Regions from separate parts of the Mus musculus genome. Here region 2 is linked to region 1. A link is a contact called in public HiChIP or PLAC-seq data. All regions are on one chromosome and are shown on one strand. Each heading gives the region's core, a stretch centred on a gene start, on an enhancer-like site or on the middle of the called end of the contact. The rest is flanking DNA. Distances are from core to core; before and after follow the strand shown. Region 1 has its middle 14 kb from the start of Gm32213. Region 2 has its middle 15 kb from the start of Vps54.

The links. HiChIP or PLAC-seq counts read pairs in DNA pulled down with a chosen protein or histone mark.
Region 2: a contact with region 1 is called in a BATF HiChIP or PLAC-seq map of CD8 T cells, with 7 read pairs. The contact joins two enhancer-like sites. A contact is called at or near these places in 2 of 39 promoter capture datasets (embryonic stem cells and pre-B cells), 2 of 15 datasets of contacts at CTCF or cohesin (the NIH/3T3 cell line and large pre-B cells), 2 of 484 Hi-C or Micro-C datasets (bone marrow-derived macrophages and epidermal suprabasal cells), 17 of 115 datasets of contacts at active chromatin or transcription factors (CD8 T cells, the NIH/3T3 cell line, bone marrow-derived macrophages and 11 more) and 2 of 9 other capture datasets (embryonic stem cells and liver).

The regions. Positions count from the first base shown.
Region 1 is chr11:20,779,199-20,781,868 of GRCm38.p6, reverse strand. No RefSeq gene overlaps it. Among named protein-coding and RNA genes, the nearest start is that of Gm32213, 14 kb to the left of the region's middle. Within about 2 kb of position 1,343, at least 15 of the 459 cell types and tissues checked have an H3K27ac peak or open chromatin away from gene starts, as enhancers often do. A contact at or near this core is called in CD8 T cells, where this site is marked.
Region 2 is chr11:21,222,444-21,225,113 of GRCm38.p6, reverse strand. No RefSeq gene overlaps it. Among named protein-coding and RNA genes, the nearest start is that of Vps54, 15 kb to the left of the region's middle. Within about 2 kb of position 1,358, at least 104 of the 459 cell types and tissues checked have an H3K27ac peak or open chromatin away from gene starts, as enhancers often do. A contact at or near this core is called in CD8 T cells, where this site is marked.

The DNA.
Region 1 (2,670 bases), core at 94-2,593:
CGTCTTAATTTAGGTTCTCTCCTCTCAGATAACTCTAGTTTGTCAAGTTGACAGAAAACTAGCCAACATAGCTACTATCTTGTCCCCTGTTTTTATATTTTAGTAACTAACTTAGTTTTAAAATATCCAGGGATTGACAACAAATAATGTGTGTAATATGTTTTCCCTAGTAATCATTACTCAAAAGTCATTAAATTAATATTCTTGTTTATCTTGATGTGTAAGTTAAGACTCTGGTTAGTGATATACATATAACACACACACACACACACACACACACACATATCCCAAATAAGTAAAACAGAACTCTATGTAGGTAGAGATAATGCTACAAAAATGAACTACCCAGAACATGGAGGTACTCTGTATTTTATAATGTTCACTTTGGGTAAATGTTTTTTCACTGTTAATAAATATATATCCTTCATTTTAAAAAAAGCCAGTTTCAACAAGCAACGTGATGGTTCCAATTTTAAGAAAAGTGGAGCAACCCAGCAAGCATACCCTATACCTTCCAGAAAGGTTTGTAAAAGAAACAAGAAAGACGGGTTAGCAATCAGATAACGAAGGCACTGTGCACATCTCAGGCTTCTGCAGTTGGGTCACTAAGGTGTGTCTCAAGGTGGTGGGGAATGAGAACTTTAAGGTGCTGCTGGGTGATGGCCTCTCACCAACTAGAGAGGAAAAAAATGAAGGTAAGGGAAAAGCACAAAGACAAATCTAACCTGGAGAAGAGCTGGGGCCGGCATCGTGTCATCTGTGGAGAGGAGAGTGAGAATGATGGACAGGGCTTGGAATGGTCCTAAATCAAAGATGGTTCCGAGACATGGGAGGGCTGCTTGTCAACAGACCAACTTAACAATCTGGAGAGGAAACGTGCCTGGACAATGTGTTAGTCCAGACTGACAGCCTCAAAGTGGGCAACGTGTTAGTCCAGACTGATGGCCTCAGAAATCTCTCGGGTGTCTGCTTGTTGGGCAGCTTGTTAGAACCTCTGGCTAAGTGTCTAAGGCACATGCACACACACACACACAGACATGCGCACACACATGTACTCACTCACACATGCATGCACACATTGCGCACACACACGTGTGTCCATTCATACCCATCAATCGTGAGTTGTATTGCTCTCGGTATCCTGATCTGTCACCACACCCTAGGTCACTCCTCCACATACCGACTTTCTGGTGACTCCATTACTGAATTTTTCACACAAAGTCGGCTTTCTACCCATGCCAGTGATAGCAGCTGCTGGTCTTTGTTAGACGTATTTGTGTCAACTCTAAAGTCTTTACTCCTACATCATGGCCTTCTCTACCACAGTGTGGTCAATTAGCAATGAGACACCAGTTCTCTCTTCCTGTGCCTCTGTGGAGAGACTGCAAAAGTCATTTCCTGGAGAGCTGATGTCTGTGAGCCCTGGCAAGAAAAGACATGGTTTGCCATGGGGGTAAGAAATGATTACCAGGAAGAATGGATTTAGGGTAAAATGCCAGAAATAGGGTACATTGTTGGGGGACACCTCTTTCCAGCTTCTAAACAGCTTCCGTGGATTGAAGTCTCTAGCAAATGGCAGCAGCTAAGTTGGTAAACAATGGGAAGCATTCACCTACTCCAGAATGACAGGGTGATGCCACCCTGAAGAGCCCAAGCAGAAGAAAATCCTGTGCAAGATGCTCAAAGGGGAACCAAGGACAGAAAAGTAGAGCCATGCTTTGACCACCCAAGAGCAACAGTAGAGAGGATAGAGAGAAAGCCCCCCTCCTCCCTTGTCTCGTCACAGAAGATAGAAATCACTTAATTTAGAGACTCAAACAGATGCTCAGGAATCTAGAATTTTCATTATTTTTGCTATTGGAGATTGGTGCTATCTAATACACACCTGTCATATTACGTTTTGCCCTGGGTTATTAGTGTTATGCTGCTCTTTGTTAAATGTACTTTGTTAAAAACCAAAAACAAAAGACACCCATCTCCAATTCATTTCCAACTAATGATGCTTCAAAGAGTGAATTCTATAAGGAAAAAAAAGTAATCATAAACTTACACAATTAAGAGAGAGTCAGGGGCTAGAGAGATGGTACAGTGGTTAAGAGCACTGACTGCTTTTCCAGAGGTTCTGAGTTCAATTACAGGTGTCCCACAACCACCTGTAATAGGATCTGATGCCGTCTTCTAGTGTCTGAAGACAGCTACAGTGTTCATATACATAATAAATAAATATTTTTAAAAAGAAAGGTAAAGAAAGTAGGGCTTGGAGTCAGGCCACACCCATTTGCAGAGCACTGCTGCACTCTGTGGGTGTGCATTATAAGTTCATGGATGGCAAAGTGGGCAGGACAGGACCAGCAAGATGCCTGGGCACATACCTGTCAACAGGTAAAGAGTGCAAAGATGGAGTACATAAACAGACTGGGGGAGGAGGGCAACTGGGCAGAAGCACAGCTAGACAGTATACATTTCCCAAGGTTGGCTTTTCCTCAGTTGTGCTACTTATCTCCTAAGAACACCTGAGTGACTGCAGAGCAAACTTTTGTGCTAAGGCCTGAAATCTGAATCAAGCATGTGCATAAACAGCCTTCTTATTGCTGCAGACTTCTTAGTCTACAACTAAAGACTCTAGCTGGTCTCTAGCTGGTCTGGGGATACCTTCCCAAGTGAAGACAC
Region 2 (2,670 bases), core at 109-2,608, 440 kb before region 1:
AGGAGTCATGGAACTGGAGGCTAATTATAGTGAGCTGGGATGCTATTTGGAGAAGTACAAAGCATGGACAGATTGCTTCTTGTTTTGTTTTAGAAAAAGGGGGGAGGAGAAGGAAGGAAAGGAGAGAAGAAAAGAAATGAAAAAGGGGGAATAGAAAAGTTGTCTCTGCAGGAGGTAGAGCTGAACTAAAGTATACAGCAGCAACTGAAGAACAGAGATGTGGAGTAGTCTCAAAAGCAAGACTGATTTCTACTACTACTTCTGTTTTAGAAATTACATTTTCATAATCCTTTCTAAAGGGATTTCTTTGTAGGATGGGTCACATATGAATTCTGCCTTTTAGAAATAGTGGGTTGTTACTTAATTGCATCTCATCCCTGTAGACCTTTGCTCCAGAATGTGCAGGACATGGGCCAAGAAGATGTGTGGCTCCCCTTGCACAAGGGACAGTGACTCATTTTCAGACATGGTTTGCTGAGCTTCCTGTGGACTTCTAAAACTGTGTGATCAGTGGGAGAATTTTGATGAGAAAAGGGGGGGTGGGTGGGAAGATGGCAGTATTCCACATAGAAACCAAAAGCAAAACTACCTTCCAACAGAAGTTTCCTGAGTGGCTCTCCCAGAGAGACAGGGCCTGAAACCACAAGGCAACAGTGAAGATGCCTCAGTGCTCTGGCTCTCGTGGTTATTATAGTTTAGTTCTAGTCATTGTCATTTTAGGTATTCAGAATTTTCTGGGAAATTACCATATCTCGTACTAATAGAGATTTGCTGTGATGACAAACATTCTATTACATCACGGAACCACAGTTTTTCTTTCTTCTTTCTTTTTGAGAACACAGTTGGTCGGGTTTCCCACAACATTAGCACCACTTTTCGGTGCCAGATTTCTGATAAAATGCCTGAAGGAAGCAACTTAAGAGAGCAAAGCTTCATTTTTTTTCCCTCACAGGGAAGGTGAAGTTGCAGGAGCTTGTAGCATGGCTTCTTACGTGGTACCAAACCACAAGGCAGGAAACTGTAATGTAGAGGATATTTGAACATGCTTGGAAAAGATCAAGAAAAAAAATTCTGTAAAACTAATGTACCCCTTCACTGAGCTTGATGACCGCGCCTCAATATTCAGTCATTAACATTGTTTTGTGGGTCACAAGATCGAAAACCATTTAAAACTCTTGATTAAACTTGATTCCCATTTTCCCCAAAAAGTCTAGCTTAAGCAAAGAACAGGAGGAGGAAGAGAAAGAGGAAGAGGAGGAGAAACAAAGTATTGCTTCATGTTATCAGGAAGAGGGCCATTACTTCACCAAGGCACAGGGTTCAGAAACACGAAGGATTAAGCAAGAGGCAATCTCATGTGAGGATCCCTGTCCTCCATTATGTCTAGACTTTAGTCTGGGGTGTCACATGACTTCACACAGTGGAAGAAGGCTATGTTCAAAAAGTAGCAGCCATGTTTGTCTTACAGGCTCAGTGACTCTCACTGATTCTGATTGGCTCGTGCTTCCAGCTCTGACCAGTAACAAGAGCCCATGTGAGGCTGTAACCGGCTGAGCCTGAATTATATCCAACTCTGGATGTGAAACTGAGTGGACCAAGCTTGGTAGAACACAGGGGGAATGGACAAAGATGTAGTCCTCCAAAGACAAGGCAGAGCTATGGCTCCTTTGCAGGGGAGAAAACAAAGAGAGCCAGCAACTGTCTGAGGAAGGTCTGGAATAATGGCGGACCCAGATGTGCTACCTCATCTTAATCTCTTTCCGTATAACATGCCACATCTCAGGGAACTAGCCAGCTTGCCTCTTCTACTGCTCTTGTGGATTGTGATTTTGCAGATTGACTCTCTTTTTCATCCCTTTGGTCTGCTGAGAATCAGAGTACTGTGCCTTAGCCCATCTCTATTTTTCTGAGTTTGAAATAAACAAAATCAATCCACTATACAAATGCAAAGTAACCACGCTTACCAAAACCACAAAGATTTGTTTCTGCCAATAGCCAGACTATTGGGAAATGAGTTACACTACTAACCTTTAAAGTTTCCTTTCTGGTGTTTCAGTGGCCATAACCTCTGAGGTAATCTTTCTTTATCACCCTCTTCCTGGATGTGAGTTGCTGAGTGCCTCTAGCCCCGAGCTCACATATGCCGAGTTGACATTTTGTTTACTAACTGTATAAAGCACCAGTCCTTGGTTTGTGGGTTCCTTGAAGGCAGAACATTAATTTCTATCTTTCTAAAGGACAAAGTTCACTGTCAGGGACTTACACGGTGGAAGGCCAATAAATGTTATCTAAATGAGCAAGAGTCTCATAACCCAATCTCATTTAAGTTTGATAACAGACTTCTGAAAAAGAGATGATTAATCAGAGATTGGAGAGTTAAAGTGAGTAAGGTAAGTGACTAGCCAAGATCACATACAGCAGGATTGGTGCTCATGTCTATCTGCTGCAAGCAGACCACTGTCTTGTTCAAACAAAACAAAACAAAACAAAACAAAACAAAACAAAACAAAACAAAACAAAACAAAACAAACAAGCCCAAGCGTTTGGAATGAGGTGAAAGTTCCAGTTTGTGTATGCTACTGGATGTCTTTTCAGCCTCTCTGCCATTGTTCGCCAACATGTGTCTTTCTCCATAGCCCCTGAACACATGTGTGCTTCCTTGCCTCTTCT